3 separate regions of the Zea mays genome follow, and all the other regions are linked to region 1. Evidence: chromatin contacts called from public Hi-C data. All regions are on one chromosome and are shown on one strand. Each heading gives the region's core, a stretch centred on a gene start, on an enhancer-like site or on the middle of the called end of the contact. The rest is flanking DNA. Distances are from core to core; before and after follow the strand shown.

Region 1 (4,857 bases), core at 1,679-4,178:
AGCTTACTTTCTTGTATGTGCATGTGGAAGCGAACAGGCAAGCCATGTTAGATGGCATGTTACAGACCATTCCCGATTGTTGTTCTCCTTAGCAATGATCGCTGATTTTCCTCTTCATCTTCCTCTTCATGACTGTACCTACCATTAGAGAATATGGGCACATATTATTTTGGTAGAAGTCCATAATTCTGCATATTACCATGCAACAGACAAAAATAAAATTACACTCAAACACTAGTAGAGTTTGAGGTTTGTCGAGTATACACAAACTTGAGTTAAAATGCATTCAACAGACTAGAGACAATTTTCCTTCTTTTTTTTTGAACAAACGCAGGAGAGCTGCGTCACGTGTCATTATATTAAGAAGAAAAAAAACATAGGAGAGACAAGACTTGTCAACCCGTAATACAAAAGCCCCTAGGCCGAGACCCCCCTGAGGCCCTGACATTAACACAACGCGCCACGCACACAGAGCAACAACCCGACCAAAACGACCACCAGCAGGCAAACTGCTAGGGTCCCCTAGGGAGCTGGCGCAGGAGGAGGTCCTGCAGAGCTGATGCACCAGCCAAGCACCAAACGCTGACCTCCTCAATCACAGCACTCTGAACTCGCTGGGTGCAGGGCACAACCCCCTCAAACACACAAGCATTACGGTGCTTCCAAATCTCCCAAGCGACCAATTTTCTAGATGAGTTGAGGCACACACTTACTCAGTGTTACTTATTTAAGACCATAAAAGGTTTAATGTTTATATCACAAAGTAGCATCTCAGAAGAATATCATCTAAACAAGAACAATCATCCTGTCAATGTGATGTTTTCAGAAATACTAGCTGTTTAGAGCCCAAATAAGAAAGATGAGAGATGTGACCAAAGCATTGCCAAACTGGTACAAGTAATGTGTTAGCAGAGAAGGGTATCAAAAAATGCTTTAGCTGCTGATGGTGAAGGGTTCAGCATAGAAACAAACGCAACTGTTATGGTTGCTAGATCGAGGGATTAGAGAGGGGTATCGATGGACAGGAACGTCGGCCGGGGGCCTCTGCCCATGGCCGAGCAGAAGAAGGGTTTCTCCCTTCTAATAATTGCCTACTTTATTTCTCACTCATTGATTACATAAATAGGCCAGCTGGCTGCCCCTATGTAGTTAGAGATCCTTATCTCCTTAAAACTCTCCTAAAAACTCTCAACAACTACTAACTGATGACCTTCCTAGATAATCTCAACTAATCTCCTAAATAATCTCAACTAATCTTCTAATCTTATCTCTAACTATCCTTATCTAATCCCCCCCGGAGGGCCCATGGCTGCTGCTGCCGCAGCCCCTCCATGGGCCTCCTTAGGCCCTGACAGCAACATTAAAGTGCAATATGGTAGAACCGTAAAAGTGAAAATAGAAGCATAACTGGCAACAGAGCCATGAAAGTCAGCTACTTACTGACTTTCGTGGTCAGATGAAGAAGATTTCCTTCCATTTTCTAAGCTAGCCTCTTGCTGCGATGTGCTAAAGGCCTTGTTCCCATCACTCAACGCTACTCCTTGTCGCTGCACCATTCAAAAAGAAACAAGTGTAAACCATACGAAAAATTGCTATTACTTAGATTCATAATCAGGGGTGTGAATTGCTGTCCCTAAGGGTCTCCAACCAGGGACGGAGCCAGAAAAAAAAATTAGGAGGGACTGAACTAAATTGCTACAGTATATTAACCCCTTCCATGTTATACCGTGTACACTTTAAATTTTAGGGGAGGCTCTAGTGGGGCTCAATGAACTCGACAGCGGTAGGGGGGGGGGGGGGGGGGGGGGGGGGCTCGAGACGCACCGCTGGCTCCGTCCATGTCTGCAACGACCCTTTTTACTTCAATTATGAGTACTAGCTTTCAAAAATGTGACCAGATTTTGTAGTAGTGACTAAAGAGGGTCGGTCAAGACCCTTAGGAGGCATCCATTTGCATCCCTATTCATAATCACTTTCATGTTCTAGTGGTACTTTGCGATATGATTAACAGAATTGGCACAGCTTAGGGTCTCCACATGTCGAACCTGATCGATTACCATCTCAATTTTCTCCTTCCAAATTAGAGCTTCCTGTATGTTGAATGCCGCCATCTGATACATGCCACAAATAGGAATTGAGCAAAATGAGTGATATTTAACTGAAGCCGTAGGATGAAAATCCAATGACCTTTATCATAACATTTAGCGCAAAAGAGATGAGATGGGAAAAAAACTTAGCAGCGATACAAAGCAGTTTGAAATCCAGTAATCTACTGTTGAATGCACTAAACAAAGTGAAGTTGCTCCGAATGAATACATCATTGATTTACCGTGATGCGGTTGTGCTTCTCCCTTTTGTTATAGACGCATAAGACATAAAGCATCTGCAGCAGGAGAAGTAATGCCCGAACGAAATCATCGTCCCAGACTCCCAGTCATCGCAGAATTATGATAACAAAAAGGAAGAAGAACACCAAAAAGAGATGAGAGAGAGGAAAACAGTTGTACATGTCCATGGTGCATCTTGAGCCCCCTGTCCTCGACCCTGCAGTTGCCATCGATGTGAAGGGACTTGATGGGGAGCTTTCCCCCGACCTTGTCGGCCTTGTGCTGCGGCTTGCGCTTGTAGTAGGACAGCATCCGTGGCTCCAGCACGAAGTAGCGGGTGTGGACGAAGGACCTACCGATCTTGCGCCGACCGTAACGGATCATCCACCCCTCGTATACCACCGACGAGGAAGAGGACGACGACATCACCCCCCTCCCTCAGATCCCTCCCTCTCCTCAGTAGCAAAAACACAGCACCAGACGACGACCGATTCGATCCACCAAACGCAGCTACAGCAGCTGCTGCTTAGCTCCTCTCCTCTCCTGGATTCTTCTCGGGAATAGTGGACTCCTAGTCGTCTGCTCCGTCGGCCTCGGTGAGATCGAAATCGAAGAATGGGTGCAGAAGAGAGGCCATGGACGCAACGCAACCAACAATGCATAGTGCAAACCATCGTTGCTGCTGGGCCGGCTTCTTTAGTCAGTCACAAGGCCCGAATATCCTCCACGCTTGCGATTCCCTGTCTAATGGGCTATTTTTTCTTTAAAAAAGGGATAGGCTAAACTTAGGGGGTGTTTGAATGCACTAATAGTTCAACTATTAGCTATTTTTGGTAAATTAGTTAATAGTTAGGTAGTTATTTATTAGCTAGCTAATTCCACTAACAAATTTTAGCCAACTAACTATTAGTTGTAGTGCATTCAAACACCCCCTTAGAGAGATACATACTTAGTAGGTGTTTGAATGCACTAAGGGCATGTTTGGTTTGTTACCTCAATTGTCACATTTTGCCTAACTTTTCTACCTAAGGTTAGTTATTCAATTCAAACGACTAACCTTAGGCAAAGTGTGGCATATTTAGGCACAAACCAAACATGCCCTAAAACTAATAGTTAGTTGGCTAAAAATTATTAGTGGAATTAGCTAGCTAACAAATAACTACCTAACTATTAACTAATTTACTAAAAATAGCTAATAGTTGAACTATTAGCTAGGGGTGTTTGGATGTCTCAACTAATTTTAGTGACTAACTATTAGTTTTAGTGCATTCAAACACCCCCTTATACGAGCTAAGGACTAAGGAAATATAGAGGTTATTATTATTATTATTATTATTATATGAATTTACTTATATGGGCTAAGCTATCTAGTTTCGTAAAGCCGGATTTCTAAATATCGGTGTGATAATAGTAAGGTCATATACCTTGTGAATCCCACACATTTAGGCTTAGTTTGGCAGTAAGAAAAAATTAGCCCACCAAATATTGCCCGTCGTTGAACACTAATGGAGTGTTTAGTTTTAGAAATAATGTAGTCCATCATTATTAGGGATTTTCTCAAATGCTATGAGTTAAGAACAAGACAATATAAAAATGTTCAATATTAATGTCCTTCGTCCTTCGAAGCATTATTTTTCCAAGAATATAATGATCTTCGGACGAAGGTTACGAAAGACATACCTTCATCATCTCGACATATACATATATATATATATATGATTATTAACAACGAATGAAACATGTAAAGCATAAGAAACAATATGAACAATAACATCATCATATATATATATATATATATATATATATATATATATATATATATATATATATATATTTCTCAGTATATAATCGTAAATCAATATAAGAACAATATTGAATTATATTTAGTACCTTCGGCTTGACAGAAAGTAAAGGTACAAGCGTGACGCAAAAAGCAAATGACCAGTCCGCCTGAACAGTACGGGAGTACTGTTCATTTATTTATAGGCACGGGACGCAGCCCTTATGAAATTACATTCGTACCACTTACATTTGCTAATGATTCTAAAGTAATTCATTGAGGTTTAAGTAGTCTTTTCCCTTTTAAGTCGGTTCTCTTTCCAGCTGCCATGCCGAAGCCCCCTTCCGTGTAGCTTCAGCGCTGCGTCAACCTTCGTCACAATCAAGCTCCATATCATGTCTGCTTTCATCATGAATCCGAAGATACCTGTCCATAAACCATACTTGGAAGACATTGTTAAATTATGTTTTTGAGGACCTTCGAAGGACGAAGGCCCCCAACAGTAGCCCCTCGCAGTATTAATCTGTTAACAAATTCAGACTGCGACATGGACGAAGGCCTTAAGCCGAAGGTCCGAAAAAACACCTTCCCTTTGCTAGAATAGCAACAGTCAATGACAAATGGGACCCTCCAAATTGGAGCGCACTAGGTGTATAAATAAGAACTCACCCCGAGCACACTTGGTACGCTACTTGCCGCCTCATTGTTTGCTCAATTTTTTAGCCCTTGCTTACCAGCACTTGCTTAGCT
Region 2 (4,857 bases), core at 1,266-3,765, 200 kb after region 1:
ACTATATCAATAGCAGCCGGTGCGAGACCACCGGCTCTCTGGTCAAACATAGGTGGGGTTGGCTGGATATTAGCATGTTGTCTTTCCCCCCATTGGTTTGAGTTACGTGGTGCATTTTCATTTGCCCTATATGGGTCATAGGTTTGATCGTTTCTTTCCGGCCTCCTGGGTGGGGCCGGAAAGCTTTCCTGGGCTCTGGACCTTGAATTAATGGGTTGATGCATTGTATAGTGTGATGGGAAGTGCTGCTGGGACGGGTGAGGATTCCGGTAACAATCCTCCTCAAAAAGGTCATGTGCGGACTGTCCGGACATTGGCCCGGACCGTCCGTGATTATGTGCGGACCGTCCGTTGTTGTACGCGGACGGTCCGACTGGGTAGTTTAGGTTCTGTGCCGTGTGTGGTGGCTCGGGCGCATATCTAGGTAACTCATTAAAAATAGGCCCGACTGTTGCTGGCCCGGACGGTCCGCGCTCACGTGCGGACGGTCCGGGCATGTGCAGATCGGCTGGTTTGCTGCCGATTTGCGGTTGATTAGGGTACGTGTCCATCGGCATCCCATAAAGGGGTTGTGACTGGTCATGACAACCTGTAGCCGATGTGTTACACGCGTTATCTCCTAACTTAACCTTGTGCGAAGGAAAATTTGCGGTACTAGATTTATCAAATGCACGTACTAGTCTCTTAAGATCGCTTTGCATACCCCCTACGATGTTCTGCACTTGTTCACGCTGATCTTCTACATAATTTCTAAGAGATTGCAGATCGTTGGTATTACTTACATTGGGGATATCTGGCGTGGGTTGGAGCGAAGCCGGATCCGTTGCCCGATGTCGGACGACCTTGTTGTTCCTGTCCACTTTGAAGTTGGCCAAGAACTTTGCTTTCGCCTCCTGGATCATCCGCTCCTTGTGCTCTTCGAACTGGAGCTGCTCGTCAGCCGACAAGGTTTCCCAAGTCGGCTCTATGATGTTGCTTGGAGAAATATCAGAGCTATCCCTTGAACCGGCCATTGAGGGCCGATTTGATGAGCTTATATATGTCTTCCCCAGCGGAGTCGCCAAAAAGTATGTTGACGCCTTTTCGGAGCGCCAAATACTCAAGAAGAACCGGCGGCGGTGCTCTCTGCACAGGGGCGGACGGTCCGCGCGCGGGGCCGGACGGTCCGCGACCTGGCGCGAGGCGGCGGTGCTCTCTGGTCAAGCGCGGACGGTCCGCGGCCTGGGGCCGGACGGTCCGCGACCTGGTGCAGGAGCTCGGGTTCCCTGCCTGACGGCCGGACGGTCCGCGCCCTAGGGCCAGACGGTCCGCGCGTGCGCAGGGGCGGCGGAAATCGCCGGCGGCGGCCTGGATCTCGCTCCCGGGAGGGACCCTGTCGGGGAGGAGAGATCCTAGGGGTTGTCTAGGCTCGGGCCGGCCGACCTAGACTCCTCCAATCGGCGTAGAGTCGAAGAGAGGCGGAGAATTTGGGGATTGAGAGGCTAAACCTAAACTAGACTAGAACTACTCATAGGATAAAATGCGAATAAAAGTTGTATTGATTCGATTGTTCCTTACAAATCGGCCGTAGGCCTCTCTTTTTATAGAGGAGGGGGGCTGGACCCTTTACACGACCGGATTCCGAGCTAATTCCGCGGATATAGCTAACAAACATAGCACAAAACTCGGAACCCTAATCTATTCTGCGCGTGCGCGGACCGTCCAGCCCACAGGCGCGGACCGTCCGGACCGCGGACCGTCCGGCCTCAGGGCCGGACCGTCCGCACCTCATTTTGGTGCTCAACAAACGTACGAACATATACATAGTATAGTAGATAGATATAAGACATTTACTTGAGGGAACCTGGTGAATTGATGAAGAGGCTGTTGTTAGAGTCCGGGTCGAGGAGGAGGAGCTGGCTGGCGACGGCGTCCGCGAGTAAGTCCACGATCTCGTTGCCGAGGAAGACTATGCGCTCCCGGAAGAGGAGGCCCATAACGTCGCCGGCGCCGGCGCCGGCACCACCGCCCGCGGCATCCGACTCCGCTCGTCACAGCGGTGCGTGCGGTGTCAGTGAGGCGCAAGGCTTGAGGCTGAGTGCCCCTTGCTGCGCCCACTGGGAGGGAGCCCAAGCGCGAGCGCATGGCCGCTTGACACGCAGAGCGGCTGCTCTTCCCGCCGCGACGGAGAGGGACGCGGTGGCACTGGAACTTCCGGCCGCCATATATGTACCGAATGGGACTGAGCCGAACTGCTCTGCAGTAGCGGCCGGCGGCGGTGTTCCCCACCAGAGAGAAGGGAGCAGAGCCGAGGAGAGGAAATGGATAACACACAACATACCTTTCAGAGTTTTGATGAGTTTTCCCTTGAGACAGCATGACTGCAGGCGGGAAAGAGGACCTTGCGTTGCGTGGGCCTGGTCTTATGTGGACTGGGCCGTCATTCTCTTTGGGCCTAAAAATATAGTCTTGGACTCTTGGTCCACTTAAGCGCGAGCAGATATGTTAGCACTTAGCAGCATTCTTTGGTCCAACAAGTCGAGAGAAGCGGGCCGTACGCCACCACGGCAACGGAGAAGAGGACTTTCAGCTGCGGCGGCTGGCCGGCGCGGCGACGGGGATGGGGGATGGGCGCACAGGCGGCGCCAACCGTCCGGCGTGGCTGCAGCAGTACGAACTGATTGGCAAGATTGGGGAGGGGACCTATGGCCTCGTCTTCCTCGCGCGCCTTAAGCCGCCCCACCCGGCACCTGGCCGACGCGGCCCCCCTATCGCCATAAAGAAGTTTAAGCAGTCAAAGGAGGGGGACGGAGTATCACCCACCGCAATTAGAGAGATCATGGTCTGTTTTTCCCTTTGCTTTGCTGCTTCGTCCTGTACACTTTTCATCCTATCGGCCCTCGGCCTTCTCTGGGACTGGAGCACCAAACCCTAGCTTAACATACCTGGTTGCTTGCCAGCTCCTGCGCGAGATCAACCACGAGAATGTCGTCAAGCTCGTCAATGTGCACATCAACCACGCTGACATGTCCCTATACCTCGCATTCGATTACGCAGAGCACGACCTCTATGTATGTGATGATGTTTTCAATTCGTTTCTCTTCATCTTTTTGAGTTCTATACCTAATTTATTAACCAAACCAATCAAACCAACCGCAGGAGATTATCAGGCATCACAGGGAGAAGCTGAGTTCCTCCATTAACCCATACACTGTCAAATCCTTGCTGTGGCAACTGCTCAACGGCCTCAACTATCTTCACAGGTAACTGGAATGTGCTGCTTTCGATGAAGGGTGAAAGCCCTATTGAAAATTCGATGGCTTATCTCAACTATTCCCTCTTTCCTCCCTGCAGTAACTGGATTATACATCGAGATCTAAAGCCTTCCAACATACTGGTTTGGTGCCACCAATTATATAGAAATATAATTGCACAATTTCTGCAAACTTGTCCTCTTGCTGATACTTATTTCATATGTGCCACTAAGGTCATGGGAGAAGGAGATGAACATGGAATTATAAAGATAGCCGATTTTGGACTTGCTAGGATATATCAAGCTCCACTGAAACCATTATGTGATAATGGGGTGAGTACCTCCACATGCATTCCTGTTATCTAGCACGCATGCTGCTGTCCTCTGCCCTTCTTTTCACAAATACAATAGAAAATATTCTGTAGGTTGCTTCTGATAAATTTGAGGCTTAGAAGATGCATACACCAATATAACATTTCTTTATATTTTCTGAACCTTTCAGTAATCATTGGTTTCTGTTTTATTTATGGGAGCATGTTGTTTGTTATCAAGATCCGCTGTGTATATGTATGGCTTATCAATGATTTTTTAGGTTGTTGTAACTATCTGGTATCGTGCTCCTGAGCTGTTACTTGGGGGGAAACACTACACCAGTGCTGTCGGTATCCTTGCCTGGAGTGCAAAAAACATGTCTTTTACCTTGTATTTCTCTTCGTTTGATTCAGTTCAGTTATTTCCTTAAATTATTTATAGATATGTGGGCAGTTGGTTGCATTTTTGCTGAACTGCTTACACTGAAACCTCTATTCCAAGGTGTGGAAGCAAAAAATCCTCCGAACCCATTCCAGGTATGGGCACTTTCACTCAAGTAATTATTGTTGTTATCTTGCTACCAGATTAGATTATTAGACCAAAACTGCCACATTTACATGCCAAGTAAAATAACCGTCTTGCGTCATCCAATCCTTCATCTTAATAAAATCAAGTAGGCAGATACTTATTGCATACTCCCTCCGGTTTCCTATTAGTTGTCGTTTTGGATAAGGTTCGAGTCAAACTTATAAAATTTTGACTACAAATAACTATTTTGTTATTTAGTTTGGAACCAAATATTTATATGCACTAATTTATCATAAACAGTACTTTTATAAAAGTATAAATGTATTAAGAGTTCATTTATATTTTAACAAAAAACATTGGTCAAAGTTATATTTTGGAGACCGTGTCATTGTCCTAAACGACAACTAATAGGAAACCGGAGGGAGTATTGCTGTTTGTATGATCTGTTGTAACTTGTGTTACATTTTGTAGAGGTTATTAAGTCGCATGCACCAACCAATTCAACTCAAAAGCTTAAACTGATAGGAGGAGGTGGACAATTCACTTATATTATATTTTAACACTCCCCCTCGCGTCGAGCCTCTCTTGGGTCTCAGACGTGGAATAGGAGCGAACAACAATTATTTTATTTAATTGCGCTAGCCAGGATTTGAACTCGTGACCTCTAGTTCTGATACCATATTAAGTTGCATGCAGTAACTAATTCAACTCAAAAGCTTAAACTGATAGGAGGAGGTGGGCAATCCACTTATATTACATTCCAACAGAGGTTTTCATTTGTGTAT
Region 3 (4,857 bases), core at 1,487-3,986, 150 kb after region 1:
GTTGCGAAGCTAGAGGGCTTCGCTCATCAAGGTAGTTGATGCCTTGAAAGCCTGCAACATGTGGGATGAAGGGCCCGCGCTGGAGTATGAATAAGTCTCCGGCTGGCACGCGCTGTTGGAGGGGCGGGCCGTGCTGCAGATCGTGCTGGCCTTCGCTCTGCATGAGCGCAATCTCTTGCTCGAGTTCCCGGGCTCTCTGCTCCTCGTCTCTTATCATCTGGCACACCTTGGCTTGCGCGGTGACACGTTGGCGCTTGGCCTCGAGGATGTCTTTCTATTTTTGGAGGTTGCGGTTCTTGATGCGCAGGGCCCGTAGCTATAGCTGTTCCTCGGCTGAGACGCCGATGACTTTGTCGTCCTCTGTTGCGTCTTCGCCCTCTGGTGGAGCGAAGCCTGGGGGTGGTGCTTGTGGTTGTCCTCCGGAGCTGCAGGTGCGTAGGGTGCCTTCGGGAGTGGGTTGTTCGTGGCGCTATCTCTTGTTGAGAGCTTCGTCTTCGCAGGCTTCTTGGGGGGTGTTGTCTACAAGGGCCTTGCCTTTTTTCTCGGCCAGCAGCACTGCCTTCGCTGCTTTGTCGACGGATGGGGCTGCCTTCGAACTAGCTCTCTTGGGTGCCATCGCGGGTGGTTTGTTCGTAGCACGAACGGTGGGCGCCAAATGTTGGAACTTGCTCTCCTAGGCAAGTAGATCCAACGGGAAAGTGGAAAGAGTGTAAGCAAAGTTTAGTGTGGGATGGCAATTGCTCTGTTAATCTGGCCTCTCAAGGGCACTATACGGGGGTATTTATAGGTACCCGAGTGTCCAACGCCCTAAGGCAAGGACGTTTATACCCACGGCTACCCGAACTATCCCCAGAATATTCCCATAAAGGGAGGTTACAGACCGTCATTACAGAAAAGTTATTACAGATGAGGCCCATAACATGCTTGTCCACGCGGGGCCCGTTACAGTGGGCCGAATTCCGCGTGGGCCTCCGGACGAGATGAGGGCGCGGGACTAGCAGACTACGTCGGAGTCTGGCCTTCGTCTTGCGATGGAGAAGACGAAGGGCAACTGCGCCGACCATCTCACCTTCGTTGGTGTAGCGAGGCGACGAAGGCTTCGCACGAAGGATAGCGTCTTCGCCTTTGCCCCAACAAATACAAGGAAGGTGGCAAATGCACCGGGGCTTGTCTTTGTTGCAGAGAAGATCCAAAATCCTTTGTTGCAGAGGAGATCCAAAAGCCTTCTGCTAGATAACTAGTTAGATGGAACCCCACCAATGGGTATTCAGGTACTGGAGCAAATTTCTCTTCGATGTCCACTTCTTCAGAGAGCTCTACATGAGATAACATGCTTATGAATACTTGTGCAATGCCATGAAAATGCAACTTGCATAGAGGGTAACAAAGAACACATCTAGAATACACCTACGAGCTGTCATCACAAGCTACAAGTCACTAGGGAGCTAATCCTTTTAAGACTTCATCCAAACACCTAAAACTTAATAAGTAACTTTATCTCATCACTAAGACACTAGATGCCCTAATTATCTAAAGGTGAAACTCTTTTTTCTATTTTGAGCAACAATTAGTTTGTTGAGCAGACCATATACAAACAGCTTCAAACCTAACCCAATATTTAATATGGCCAAGATAAGCTTACTCAGATTTTCTTCAATTTTTTTATTGCTCCATTTTTATTGTGAAAAATCATATAAGCATTTTAAGGGCACTTCTTAATTATCTAAGTATTTATTTTATTAAATAAAGATATTTAACTAGACTTACTAATTACCTATTTAGACATGCCCAAAATTGAATTAAGCTTTACTGTGAATAACTTCAAGACTTAATAGTACTCACAAGATTTTTAAGATTTGAAAGATATATAATTAGTATTAGAAATTGCTTAAACACTAATAACCTAATTTAACTAAGAATAGCACCCAATAATTATCATTGCGACCAATATATCAATCCAGAACATCCACCCAACAACTAGCTTAACCCAACAACTAGCTTAACTGATTAGTGAATCGACTCACTAATACTAAATTAAAATAACTCGAAAATCATGAACACGACAATGATTTCTAGTTCAGGCGATTTTTTTTCGAACATCAGGCGTGGTTAACCGAACGGAATTAATCGAGTGTAACATAATACACCAACCCCAAAGGGAATACACCTACAATATATACACATGAATATAAATCGCCAAAATACGAATAAAGAGCTCTACACTACCAGGTGACGACACGATGCCGGTTCGACGAGGAAATTCACGAACCCAAGCTGGGAGACGACGCTGGTGTTGCTGTTGCTTCGGCGAAGCGAGATCGACGCAGAGGAACATGAAGACGTGCAGCGCGACAAGCATGGCCAGACGGCGCCGACGATGTCCTGAGCGTAGCGTGGAGGAGGTCGGCGCCCGGATGAGTCCAGGTCGGCGCCCGAATGAGTCCGAGCATGCCAGGGAAAACTGCGGCAGGGAGCAGGAACGATGCGACGTCTAGCTGCAGGAACATGCGAAGGTTGGAGAAGACGACACTGGCGAAGTTGCTATCGTTGGTGAGGGAGGCGTGCGCCGATGACACCGGTGAACTGGGTGACGGTGCAGGTCGACCACGAGCACAAGGACGAGGCGAGAACAGGGAGACGCCAGACCTGGGTGAGCCACGGCCAGGGTTAGTGATGGAGAGTGGCTGGGCGCAGTGGAAAGGATGGCGGCTCGACGCAAGGAAGTAGGAGGGCGAGGGCCCTAGAGACGACCGGTCGGTGCTGTAGCAAGGACGCGACGAGCGATCGAGCGCTGGGAGCCTCTAAACACCGTGCGTCACAGGAATAAGGAGGCAGCGACGTTCACAAGTTGGGAGCAAAGGCTGCGTGCATGAGAGAGGGAGGCTTCCAAGCGTTGAACAGCCTCTGGACGATGAGAAAGGAACGGTAAATGGCGTGGTGATGCAAAGGCGGCAAGCAGTTGCGTGGCATTGTACCGTGAAGCGGTGAACAAGGATAGCGGATAGGTGGTATTCGCCGATAGAAGAAACAGATAGACAACTTCCCACCGACCAATGTAGCAAACTGACAGCAAATTCACCATTGATTTTATTCTGATTCAGTGCAGTATCGCATCGATCTCCAAGAAGGAAATTTTTTCAGCGAGTGATGGTCTTCAAAGTTACTTAAAGGACCATCAACAGAAAAGCTCATATTAGAGAAATACAGATGGGTCAAGAAAGATGGAAGAATTGGAATACAGACTTGAACGACATGCTGAGCAGTATTCAGTACCTGCACCCGAGAATTCAAGTTGATTTTATTCCCAAAATCATGTAGCAGTGCATCGATCTCCATGAACAAGAATCGTTCCTTAATCATAGCTTTATTACTTCTACACAGGTATCTTTGATCAAAACGTAACAAATAGAGAGTTAAGGAGCTCCAAAGATCAAACAATAACATCGACATTCACTAAAATCTGAACTTCTTCTGTTACTGAAACTGTGTTTAACACACCATTCGCCTGACAGAGAGAGTTTGAGAACAGTTTACTCCAAATTTGGTGTAGCACCAAACAAAACTTGCTTGAGAAAATGTGTTCACTATTATATGGTCTTCAAACTTGCTACAACAACCTCGGTCCAAAACCACATGAATTAGGCACAAAGAAGTCCCAAAGTTGAACCAAAAGCACTGAAATTCAGTTTTCAATCTGCCACACTAAGTCTGAAAATCCAAACCTGTCATCCCCACTTTGGACTAGTTTTACTCCTAATTCCATATGGCTTTAAGGTTAAGTAACTTAAACAAGTTTGTACATCTAAGATAGCCCTACAACTGTGCTACAGTGACCAGCACAAAAATGCCTATAAATCAAAAGTTACAACAGCCCAAAGTTAGCTAATTGACATTTTTTTCTATAAAACTTGGACATCTCCACTCATGAAAGTTGTTCAACTTGCCAAGACCTACCACTTTGGTATATGGACTTTCAGCAACTTCTCTCTCGATTTTGATTTCTACTTTTTGGGCTAGTTTAGGTTTTCAATTGAAATTTTGGACCTAGTAAAATGCATTTAAGGTGTATCAAACAAAATGATGCTGATGCATATGATGACATGTCAAGGTTTTAGTTCTAGTAACACCAGGGATGTTACACAGGGCAGCTGGAGCTGAATGTATGCTTGGAATATTACTTTCAAAATTTATAAACACATAAATCTTTGAGCTTATAATCGGAGAAGCAAATTCAAAGACTGAAGCTGCACACCATAACAGCAAAAACAACAAGCACCTTGTGTGCATTCGAGGTGTGATGTGGCTAGCACTCTGCAATTCAAAGCCATTGAGAACAAGAAATTGTTGTAATAGCTGCGCATAATTACATCACATCCTTGCTACATAGCCCCCCCCCCCCCCCCCCCCTATTGCATTAATGAAACAAACTATGAAAAATCTATCAAATAAATTCAAGGTTAGAGTACAACGACTAAGAGTTTTTTGTTTACAATTTAACATACAGCCAAATACACAACACATGTCTAAAAACTTGTATTCTAAAATCATATGTTAACAGTAATTTAATGCATGCTGGAAAACATTCCAAACCCTATAGATAAAATGGTCCACCAAGAAGCAAAAAACAACCAATAGTGCAGGTTAGTTCCCAAACATGCCAGATCTGCATTCTAGCACTAAATTAAGTGACATATATACTTAATTATTCAGAAATAAGTGAGTAACAAGAAAAAGAACAAAATAAAAGTTACAGATAAAACACCTGAAACGTAGTAACAGCCAGTTTGGCCACTAAACCGGTAGAGGTGCAGCTCGCATGCTTTAGGGCTTCTTTTAGCTGCCATTTTGCATAGTAAG

What was found. Hi-C and Micro-C count contacts between places; a contact is called where the count stands out from the background.
Region 2: a Hi-C map of leaf shows a contact between it and region 1, with 7 times the contacts expected there. The contact joins the promoter of LOC100284562 here to the promoter of LOC100274173 in region 1. A contact is called at or near these places in 3 of 25 Hi-C or Micro-C datasets (ear, leaf and tassel).
Region 3: a Hi-C map of leaf shows a contact between it and region 1, with 7 times the contacts expected there. The contact joins the enhancer-like site here to the promoter of LOC100274173 in region 1. A contact is called at or near these places in 2 of 25 Hi-C or Micro-C datasets (both in leaf).

Annotation. Positions count from the first base shown.
Region 1 is chr5:47,280,695-47,285,551 of Zm-B73-REFERENCE-NAM-5.0, reverse strand. It overlaps LOC100274173, which reads right to left and starts at 2,928. Exons shown (of 20, transcript NM_001360556.1): 1 at 2,508-2,928; 2 at 2,046-2,111; 3 at 1,441-1,547; 4 at 68-138. The coding sequence starts at 2,753.
Region 2 is chr5:47,076,631-47,081,487 of Zm-B73-REFERENCE-NAM-5.0, reverse strand. LOC100284562 reads left to right here and starts at 2,515. Exons shown (of 15, transcript NM_001157457.2): 1 at 2,515-2,821; 2 at 2,940-3,050; 3 at 3,139-3,242; 4 at 3,334-3,376; 5 at 3,467-3,565; 6 at 3,825-3,894; 7 at 3,986-4,080. The coding sequence starts at 2,600.
Region 3 is chr5:47,126,195-47,131,051 of Zm-B73-REFERENCE-NAM-5.0, reverse strand. It overlaps the pseudogene LOC100501024. Among protein-coding and RNA genes, the nearest start is that of LOC100284562, 50 kb to the right of the region's middle. Within about 2 kb of position 2,736, at least 17 of the 20 cell types and tissues checked have an H3K27ac peak or open chromatin away from gene starts, as enhancers often do. A contact at or near this core is called in leaf, where this site is marked.